Regions from separate parts of the Mus musculus genome. Here region 1 is linked to region 2. The links are chromatin contacts, called in public HiChIP or PLAC-seq maps. All regions are on one chromosome and are shown on one strand. The core of a region is the stretch at or near the end of the contact, and the rest is flanking DNA. Distances in the headings are between cores, read along the strand shown.

Evidence for each region. HiChIP or PLAC-seq counts read pairs in DNA pulled down with a chosen protein or histone mark.
Region 1: a contact with region 2 is called in an H3K27ac HiChIP or PLAC-seq map of the NIH/3T3 cell line, with 3 times the contacts expected there. The contact joins two enhancer-like sites. A contact is called at or near these places in 8 of 484 Hi-C or Micro-C datasets (the N1E-115 cell line, adipose-derived mesenchymal stem cells, cortical neurons and 4 more), 1 of 115 datasets of contacts at active chromatin or transcription factors (the NIH/3T3 cell line) and 2 of 9 other capture datasets (bone marrow-derived macrophages and embryonic stem cells).

The regions. Positions count from the first base shown.
Region 1 is chr2:12,211,311-12,216,640 of GRCm38.p6, forward strand. The region is part of intron 13 of Itga8 (integrin alpha 8); the gene reads right to left. Among named protein-coding and RNA genes, the nearest start is that of E030013I19Rik, 87 kb to the right of the region's middle. Within about 2 kb of position 1,286, at least 31 of the 459 cell types and tissues checked have an H3K27ac peak or open chromatin away from gene starts, as enhancers often do. A contact at or near this core is called in the NIH/3T3 cell line, where this site is marked.
Region 2 is chr2:12,050,525-12,056,045 of GRCm38.p6, forward strand. No RefSeq gene overlaps it. Among named protein-coding and RNA genes, the nearest start is that of Gm34768, 150 kb to the left of the region's middle. Within about 2 kb of position 3,362, at least 46 of the 459 cell types and tissues checked have an H3K27ac peak or open chromatin away from gene starts, as enhancers often do. A contact at or near this core is called in the NIH/3T3 cell line, where this site is marked.

The DNA of each region.
Region 1 (5,330 bases), core at 36-2,535, 160 kb after region 2:
AAATGCCCTAAGAAAACATATATGCAAAGGTAGTAGTTGTCGGAAAAGACTAACACAACTCAAGAGGTGACACCTTAAAAATAGAGAAAATAAAGAGAGCATCAGGAATTCTCCAGTTATAATTTTAGCAAATGCAGTAGAGCATGTTTGAAAGAACAGGAGGAGCAGGGAAACCCTGATCAAAGGTTAGCATTTCTCAATGGCTACCAGAGTGTTTGACACCTAATAAAAAAGAACTGCTAGTGGCTATTGTTTATGCCTGATCTGTTAAAAAGAAAAAAAGAAAAAACTCATAGAGGTTGATAAACGCATGAACATACTCATAAAAAACTATAAGGGGAGAATTCACATAAAAATTTATGGGTCAACAAATTATGGGAAGATATTTAACTTCACTAGTCATCAAAGGATTGCAAACAAGGGGAGGGATGAGAAGTTATTCCTAGCCTTTCACTTTAGCAGGATGTGAGATGGGACGTGGGGCAGGACTAGTTCGTGGGCCTGGTTTATGAGAGCATAAACGGATATTTTTCTTGAAAGGCTGTTGTTGTTGCTTGTTTTCCAGATGGGTTCTCATATAGCCCAGGCTAGCCTTGAACTTGGTATGTAGCCAAGGATGTTCATGAGTTTCAGATCCTCCCACCTCCAACTCCCAAGAGCTGGGATTATATGTAAGCACCACCTGGCCCAGTTAACGTCACACAGCCCACAGCTGGATTGTCTGGTCTCACTAAGAGACTTCATAGATGTTTCCAGATTTTGGAAAGTCACAGTAAAAAATCGGTGTACATAGGTGGTTACATATGTATATGACTGATTATTAGGGCAATTTAGATTTGCATGTGGCCTCTCCCTGGGTTCCCTCTAAACCTTGGAAGCCCTGTTTTAAATCCCATGCTGTCTGTCAGCTGGCACATTGCTGGGTTTGGAAGGTGAAGACCTAGGCTTGCCAAATCCTGTTTTACTTTGCTGCTGACTTTTTCATACCCTTGAACAAACCTCCATTCACTCATAGCTGATGAAGCTTTTGAAGGTCCTGAAATAAGAAAGTAACCTGAAGAGTAGAATTTGTTGGGGTTGGATGAATGAGATTTTATGTGTGCTCATATCTAACCCAAGCCTCCGAACCTTGTACTGTAGCCTTTCTCCTGCAGAGGTGTGTGTGTGTGTGTGTGTGTGTGTGTGTGTGTGTGTATGCATGGCTTTCTCAGCCTGTACATATGAATGTTGGCCTCACCTTTGTGACTCAAGCTACTAACTCTTGATCCCTGTTTCGAGATTGCTGTTAGTCATACAACTTAGACTTTCTTCGAGGCCCTGCCAATCACTGTCCCAGGGTCCGTTTGTGCTAGGCCTCTTCCCAGAGTATGTAAAGACCAAAAGAAGCAGTTAAGAGAAAGTCATTTCTGGAGACCCATCATGATCTTTTCCTCTACATAGTGAGGAAACTAAGAGAGATATAAGCCTTGACAGCTGTTACAGAGTTCTGGGGTTAAAAACAGCAGCATGTGAGTCTGGCAATAGAGAAATTGGCATTTGGGGGGTAGCAGAAAACCAGCTCATGCCTGTGGGAAGCTGGCCTTAGAGGAGTCTCCTAAAGTTTGGCAACTATGTTAATCTAAAAATAGATGTCTCTCTTGCTATTTTATCACAACATGCAAAATATTACTGAGAGAAAAGTTATGAGTTGAGGAAGAAATGTTCGAGAAAAAAAAAGCACTACTTTGTCCCAGAAAGCAATAATGCTAACAATCTGTCTGAAATGCTTCCAAATGAACTCCAAAGAAACACAGTTATGAGACTGAGCAAAGGATTAGGTTTCAGCTTTGTGATTTACAGAGGGTTTATTTTCCCTTTTAAAAAAAAATCCCACAAAAAAAAAAAAAAAACCAAGAGCAGACTATCAAACAATGAGTGTGCCTTATGAAAATAGTTTTCTACACATTATTAGCATCCTGTGGTTGCAAGGACCTCTCCTCCCCCTCCTTCTGCCTTCAGCGTCACTACGAATAGTCTCACTTGATCTTTGTCAGGGGCCATGCTGATGCAATGTGTGTGTGTGTGTGTGTGTGTGTGTGTGTGTGTGTGTGTGTGTGTGCTGTCCAGCAGCTGTCAAACATTCTGGAGAAAAGTTTTCTTCTTCAGGACTAGGGTCCTTTGTCAGTTTATACGAAATGAGTTCACAGTCCCCAGAAAAGCCACAAGCCCCCAATACTCGCATATCCCGCCTGAGGGAAAATTCCTGTGATTAAAACATTATGGGGTTTTATATGCTCTCTAAGTATTGTGCACTGAAGTGTGTACTTTTTCAAAAGACATGAGAGTAAGAGGGGTGCTTCGGGTGGAGAAGAAGGGACTCAGAAGGAGTGGGAGGGGGTAGGTAGGAAAAAGAGATGGGGGAGGGTATAATGGCAATACATTTTGTACATATCTAAACCTTTTATTAAAAATATATACTAAATAGATCTCATGGTGTAAAATTTCTTCCTTAGGAAGCCCCTTAGGGTATGTCTATACGTAGGGTGTTAATTTAAAATGCTCTCATGTGGTGGGTTCTAATCCCATAGTCCTGGTATTGTAAGAGGAAATAGGACTTGCACCCTGGACCATGAGACCGCTTGACGGTCAGCACAAACCGAGGCGAGAGCTGAGGAAGGAGCCAACTCCACAACCATCTTGGTTTTGGACTTCTTCACAAGAGTAGGAGGAAATACATGCTTTTTGTTATTGTTTTGTTTTCTGAATTTTGGAGGGCGGTTGTAAAGATACGAATTACAGATTGAAGAGGAGTAGGGGAGACGGGCATTTATCCCAGTAGCTCCAGGTACCTCATTTCTCAGCATCTCGCTGAACATGGAGCACAAGCCATGCTTTACAGAACACAGGCCAGGATCCAACTCACTAAGGGGCTTCTTAAACACCGAGGTCAAGCGCTGACAAGGTACTAATAGGCGAGTGCTTGTTCAGCATGTATACAGCCTTGCTTCTATACCCAGCAAAACAGAGACAATAAACCACAACGACTAGGGCCCATAGCAATAAAATTTATAGATGGTTCTTGGCTCTCCTAATCACTCCTAAATTGATAACAGTGATATTATCCTCTCTTCTACAGCACACGTTTAAGGGAAGGCAAACTTTGGGCACTCTGCAGCTTTCATGAATAGAAAGAAGAACATACAGAGAAGAGAGGCTCTGAGCATCCCCAAATGAGGTCCACCTACTTCCCAATTGCATCTAAGGCCTGGCCAGATCCCAGCCCTTCTGTTCATTCACTGTCTTGTAAAAATTTCTTAGGGCTAATTAACAGATTCAGATAATGATCCCTATCATTATCATAGGAAAATATCACTAAAATATAAATATCACATGGAAAATAATTCCATTAACAATGCAATTAGAAAGGGCCCAAGAAGACTTTCCTGGTTATCTTTTTCAAATGGGTCATTTCAGAGTGAGGGTGAGCACAGCACAGTGCTCCACGTACCATGATGAGGACCTAAGTTCAGATCCCCAGCACCAGCGTAAAACCCAAGGTGATACTGTGTACTGAGTAGCCCAGCTGCACCGCTAGGTCTTAAAAATGAATGAGAATTATGATACAAGACACCAGTGTCAAACTCTAGCCTCCACATATATGTACAAGCACATACACATTCACACACACTCACACACTTATAAGCACACACATTCTCATTCAAACACATTCACAAACATATATGCACACATGATCACACACACTCACATACACACACACTCACATAAACACTAACATATACTCATACACACACATAACATACCCACACACACATAACATACCCACACACACATTCACACACACTTACATACAAACATACACACTCTCACACACATACAAACACACACACATATACACTCACACACTTACATATAAGCACACACATTCTCATACAAACACATATATTCACACATATATACACACTCACATAAACACTCACATAAACACTCACACTCATACACGCACACTCACATTCACATATATACTCACACACACATACAAACACACTCACACACATACACTCACACATATACACACACATAATTCTCATATAAACACATATATACACTCACACATTCTCATACAAACACTTGCACACATGCACACACATACATACACTCACATACACACTCACTCATTCACACACTTACATACACTTACGTACAAGCATACATATCCTCACACAAACATACATATATTCTCATATAAATACACACACATACACACATTCTCATAGGAACACACACACGTGCGCGCGGACTCTCTGGTAGGAAGCTCTATACAGTGATTATCTGAGTCATTATTTTAGAACACAGGACCGAATCTGAAGCCAAGAGCTCAGACCTCAGCCTTGAAACTGAGCACCATCTTGCTATGTCCACTTGACTGAAAGAGTTGAGAAATGGCTAGTCACGAGAATCTTATTAGAGTTTTCAAACCACCTCCAGATCAATCTTGAATGGTGAGGGTTGGGATAGATAATGGTTTTTATGGTTAGCTAAACCGAGGTTAACATATGCCATGACAGTAAATCTGCTCCATGATGGTGAAGAAGGAAGTACGTGGGCTCCTGGCTTTGGGTGTGCTACTCATCACGTCACTGGTGTGATGGCTCAGTCTTGACCTTGAATGGGATGAGAACTGGCTGGCCTCCTGTAAGGCGTACTTCCATGTATGTGTGTGAGGTCATTCCCAGAGATGACTAGACTCTGATTTTATCAATATTTGATCCACTGATGGATTCAAAATTGGAACAAAGATTGAGAGGAAGTGGCACTGTGGAGGGTGGGGCCTGGTTGGAGGAGTAGATCCCCGGTGGCTTTAAATCCCAAGGATCCTGAGTAGTGTCCTTGGGGGTTGCATCTTCCCATGGCCCTACCTGTACAGTCCTGCTCTGCTTCCTGCCTAATCTTGCGTGATGTGAGCTACTCTTCCGTCTCTCCCACCATGATGAACCAAAACTACCAAAAGAGAGAGCCAAACAATTATATCTTACTTTAAGTTATTTTGTATTTCATCATGGATGCTAAAAACTTAACACGGCTGCTACAGCAGCTTGAACAACTAACAAACACCTACATGTCTGGCGGAGCTAAAGCTAGGAGGAAAGGAGAAAGCTGCTGAGAATCAACTTCTGCTTTAAGTGGAACCCAGAAGAGAGAAGTACCAAAGTCCATCTTCATCATCTCTACTTATGTGTCCATGCTCATTCTACACAGAGGTAAAATGGCTCACTAAGTTCCAATGGAGGTAGAAACCAGTGGTGAGTTACAGAGAGACGGGACCCAGACTT
Region 2 (5,521 bases), core at 2,112-4,611:
TAATTCAGGAAAAGTATGTGTGTGTGTGTGTGTGTGTGAGAGAGAGAGAGAGAGAGCACGTGCACATGTGTGCAGGCACATCTACGTGCATGAATGCATATGGAAGCCAGCGTTTTATATCCTGTGCCTTCCTCATTTGCCTTTCACCTTATTTATTTATTTATTTATAGACAGGGTCTTTCATAAAACCTTATTTCACTGATTTGGTGAACCTAGTTACCAATAAGCTCCAGTGGCCATCCTATCTCTGTCCATGTTCTGGGACTACAGACATGCATTGTTGCTCATACCTGACATTTTTTACAAACGTGGATGCTAGGATCAAACTCAGTTCCTCATGTTGTACAGCAAGCGCTGTACTGACTCAGCCCTCTCCTTGTGCCCCTTCTGAAGAAACTTCACCATCTTCAGGAAATTGTGGTCTTTGCATTGCAGGTGTGGAATGAGGTAGGTTACAGTGCCCATTTTAAAAATTCTCATAATACAGTCATTCCTGTGACCAGCATCTTATCATCACCTCTGTCAACAAAGGTCCCTTCAGTCTCCCTCTTTCTGTAGAGTACAAGAATTCCCACCTAAGTATTGTGTTGATTCACTTCATTGTTTTAAAAAACATGGCTTTCTTAGTCAAAGTCTTCACAGAAGTTGAAATGCATGCCAAGATCATTGTCTTAATACAGCTTCGAGCACGCCACATCTCTGCACACATTCTTCCAAGTCTGAACGTAACTACTGCTTTTGGGGCAGCACATGGGCCATCATCTTCTAGGGAAGTAGGATCTTGACCCATAACTAAGGCTAGTTTTTACATAAACAGCCACAGTGGAGGTTGCCCAAATGTCTGTGTCTGTCCACAGACTTATAAATAAAAATAGTCAGCTGGAAGTTATAGCTGTCCTTTGTTAGAAGAAGGAATTTCTTTAATAATCAAAGAATAGCAGTTTTTAATTTCTCTCTTAGATAGCAAGGGCTTACTAAGGAACTTCTCATGCCTCTTGTAGGATCTTCACTCTGTGTTCTAGAATATTTTCAGGAGCCTTCCTTGTGGGTAATCTTCCACACAGTGTATACTATTCCTGGGTTAAAAGATTCACACCTTGAATTCCATTTTTATCTCTCTCTTGATTTTCCTTAAGTTCTGTGTTGTTTCCTCCAGGTTTTCCAGTAACTTGTTTTGTCCATTAGCAAAGATGACAAAGCAGACAACTCAAAGATGTTTGCTGTGAGTTTATCTCCAGCCTGGATTCTCATGAATTCTGTAACAACCATTCCAGTGTGAACACAGCGTCAGAGACAAGACTGGGCCACGTTAGCTCAATAAAGATTCCATTACTAAAAGTGACCTCGTGGGAGGAGGAGCACATAGGGGGTCCATTGACCCCAAGTTCATCTTTGGGTACTGACATGAGATTTAGCTTTAAATAGAGAAGAATTTGGAACAAGAAAGCATGTGGATAGCGGTGTTCATGGTCAAAGGGGGCTTTCTTTGGTCATTGTCTCTGCTTCAGCCTTGAAGGTAGTCCAAGCCCTGACTGTTTAAGAGGATACACCACTTCTGCTTTAGGGTGCAGCCTCATCACATGGATGATTTGCCCACAAGGCCTTGCTGTTTCCAAAATACAAGCAGACTCACTGTTTAGGACAATGACTTATCTTCATGCCTGTAGCCTTGAAAAGGAGTGAGATAGATTAGATAGGCAGACACTCCTTCAGTGGTTACCATAATTAGGCAGAGTTAGGCAGGAGTTCAACTCAAGGTAAAGGAGACGGAAAGAGATTGAAGGCAGAGATGCCTGCTCTCACCTTGCACGTCCTTACTTTCTGAGCCCAAGGGAGGAGTTAATGCTCAGTGTAAAAGCAGCTTCTAAAAGCGTGTTATGGGACCCACTCATCACTTCATCTCATGTGACATGAAGTAGAAGTGATGAAGTGGTTGGTGCAATAACTCCACTCCTATTTTGTGTGCCACTGGGCCTCTTGGGCTCATTGCATTGTTCAGGTTAGAGAATTTAGCTTTAGTGATTTCTCGGGGATGCAGGTAGCTTCATACAAGGTTCACCTACAAAGTCATCATTCCTTTCTGAAGTTGTCTCTGGAGATATCAAAGCTTTTGGGAGACATCTCTAGGGTACACAGTAAGATGTGTCTAAACCCTCAAATGTGGCGGGGTGGTGGGCTGCTCTTGTTTCTCTTCTGTCACTCAGGGATTACTCAAGTCTTCAAGGACTGACCTGCTTCATTGTGATTTTGGTCACTAGCTCTAGGACAATTAATTATGTCTTCCATTACATCTCATTGCTTGATTTCTTCCATTTTAGGACATCTGCAGTGGAGTTTAGATTTAGAAAGCATGCTTTTAGATGGAAGGGTTTGTATCTATACCAAGAAGGACAGAATTCCTTACCTCTTAGCAGGGCTATTTGTAAGCTAAGATTAAACTTGATGAACAATTGTTGAAGGCTTAGTTTCAACACACTATGTAAATCCCAGACCTTGCCTGAATGCTGCATGAACCCTGTGGATAGCCACAAGAGATTTACATTTAGGGATGGGGATATCTGTCTCTCAAAGTGGCTGCCTCTTAGTTGGAACAGGAAGCTGGGGAACCCGTGGTCTTGCAGCCTTTAAGGGTGACTGGAAAAACTCAACTGAGTTCAGCAGACTAAGGTATCATTCCATTTCTCTATGCAGATGGCTAGAAAGCAGTCCCTCCTCACTCCAGGCATCTCTATCCAGGCTGTGTCTGGTTGTATGGTTGTTTATTTTGGAAGTGTCACAATAAATAACTGGAGAGAGGATATTAGAGAAAGTCTTCTTGGGAAAGGTCACAAATTCTTTGGGGACATAAAGCCTCCTGCATGTGGTCACTAATAAGAGGAAATCGCTATAGATAATATTTGCTTTTTCTACATTCCCCAAGGACAGTAAAATAGAAACAGGAACAAGCAGTAGAAAAAAAAAATCTGTTATTTGTTTGTCTAGAAAAGCCTTCTATTTTAGTCATTTCTGCTAAAGCAGGGACTGGACTCTGAGCTGATGTGGTGCCCTGATAGTTGTTGGCCAGATCTACTGGATAGCTTGGGAATCACAGTTACAGCAGGAGGAGTGAGGTCTTCTCTTGTCCCACCAGGCCTGGGCCAGTGCTTTGTGAGATGTGGCATTGGGCCTCTGGTTCTTCCTGTTGGCTACAACCCGAGAATTCCTAGTATAGCGTTTGGAGACAGCTTTGCTGCCTTAGGCAAGGAAACAGGAGGAAGAGTTAAAAAAATCAAATGGCAGAAAACAATGGCAGGTACTGTTTGCACATATTCAGGGGCTCTCCGAATCACTCTGTGCATCTCTCTATAAGGGTTTTGGCTCAGTTACTCACGCAAACCTCCACAAGGACCATGAGTCAGTGCCAAAGCTTACATCACCAGGAAGATAAAATAAGACGTGTGCGTGTGTGTGTGTGTGTGTGTGTGTGTGTGTGTGTGTGTGTGTGTAGCTTAGGGGACAAAAGGAGGCGCCAGCCACATCTGGGGCAGTGACCCTCCCCAGGATTCTGCCCTATGTCCAGAGGTGGAAAGGACCCCCCAAGGAGTTCCTGGATCAGCAAAGGTCATCAAAGAGAGGGCCTTCTTCCAGGGAGAGTTGTTTATTTTTCTTCCTGAATTTTTTGAAATTTCCACTTAGAAATTCTGAATTTGTATTTGCAGGCCCACCTTCCTTTAGCTTGCAGCAGAGAGATCCTTCATAGTCCAGCAGGGGAACATTTGGATTTCAAACATCTTTAACAAGGATGAGGTCGGCAGAAGAGTCAGCAACCAGGCTGACTCACTGCTACTTTCAAAGGAGTTATTGAGGTGGAGAAAGACTGACAAACCTCCCGTGGAATAGGGACAGAAACCCAAGAGAGAGTTAAAAACAGCGTGAAAAGGTTCCCTAGCCATTGGGGAGGAGGGTCACATTGAAAAGAAAGGGATTAATTATACTTGAAATCTCACAGGAAACTTTTTCTTTTATAGAGGACAAAAATGAAGTATGAAGTTTATAATCTGTACTGAAGTATGTACCAGGTCAGGTGCTGAAGATGCACACATGGCTGGAGGCAGGGGAGAAACTGGGACAAATTTAACAGAAATTGAAGCAAGAAGTCCCCCAACCCATCTTCATCTCTCTCTCTCCTTCTCTTTCTGTCTCTGAATGTCTCTCCCCCTTTTTTCTGTCTTTCTCTCCCACCTCTCCCCATCTGTGTGTGTGTTTATGTCTCTGTCTGTCTGCATCTCTCTCTCTCTCTCTCTTTCTCTCTCTCTCTCTCTTTCTCTCTCTCTCTCTCTCAATATGTGTGTCTAAAAGCATCAAAGCATTGCCCTTTTGGACTAGAAAAGAAAGTACATGCCTGGTGTTCAGACCAGCTGAGGGCCTGTCACCAGGGAGTCCTCTACATCTCTCCAGCCACAGTTGTGTTTCACAGAAGGGCCACCAGGCTAGGATAGTCTGAGTCCTGGAAAAAGTAGACACTAAGATGAGTTTGACAGGTGAAGATGAGGCCGATGATATGAGCATATCCATGTAGAGGGATACCTCTGAAGAAGGATATGGTCTGGGAGCCAGGACAGGCTGAGAGCAATCATACTACTGCAGACTCTAACCCAGGGAGCACCACGGGAAGAAAGGTTGGAGGAAGCCATCATGCACTCAGGGAAGTTTCAGCAACTGAAATGTACTGGGTCACTGGGGAGACTCTGGATAAAGGAGGGGCCCATATCTCAGAGAGGCATCAGGTCTCCTCAGTGTACCCTGTATGTCTTGCTATCAGATGGGGCTGTCAGCAGTAACAGAGACAGAGACAGGCCTTAATCAGACTCCTGAGTGTGAGGAATTTTCTTTTCTTCCTGCAGTTCATATTGTTGTCATGGTTTTCATCCTGCCTCAAGGCCAGTTCATATAAGGTAGGTTTGATGTGAATGTGATTAGTGATTGGCTCCAGGACACAGCTTTCAGCCCCTCCTGGTTCCCACTTCTTGAACTGAAGTATCTGTCCCTCTAAATAGTCACGTAGCAGCCTCATGTTAACATACCTTGGTCAGTCTTCATGGGTGCCTAATGTATTTAATTTAATATTCTGTGCCTTTTCTCATTCTATGCTGTCATAGAGAGTTGCTCTACCCTGAGCCCATATAAGAGCGAGTGCTCTAAGGACTATGGGATATTGCTCCTTGGATGTGTATAATGGGCGTGGTTGGAAAACTGTCTGAAACAGAACTATCAGCAGTTCTATCTAAAAATTTTAACTTGATGTGGGTAGGATATGGTGAGGAGACAGCTCAGCGGTTAAGAGGTTAGAGCTCTCTTGCAGAGGACCTGAGTTTAAATCGCAGCATCCACATTAGGTGGCTGATAACCACCTGTAACTCCAACTCTGGGGGATCCAACACTTCTGACCTATTTCTCTCTCTCTCTCTCTCTCTCTCTCTCTCTCTCTCTCTCTCTCTCACAGACACCTTTTATTCTCTCTCCCTCCCCTTTTTTCTTTAAA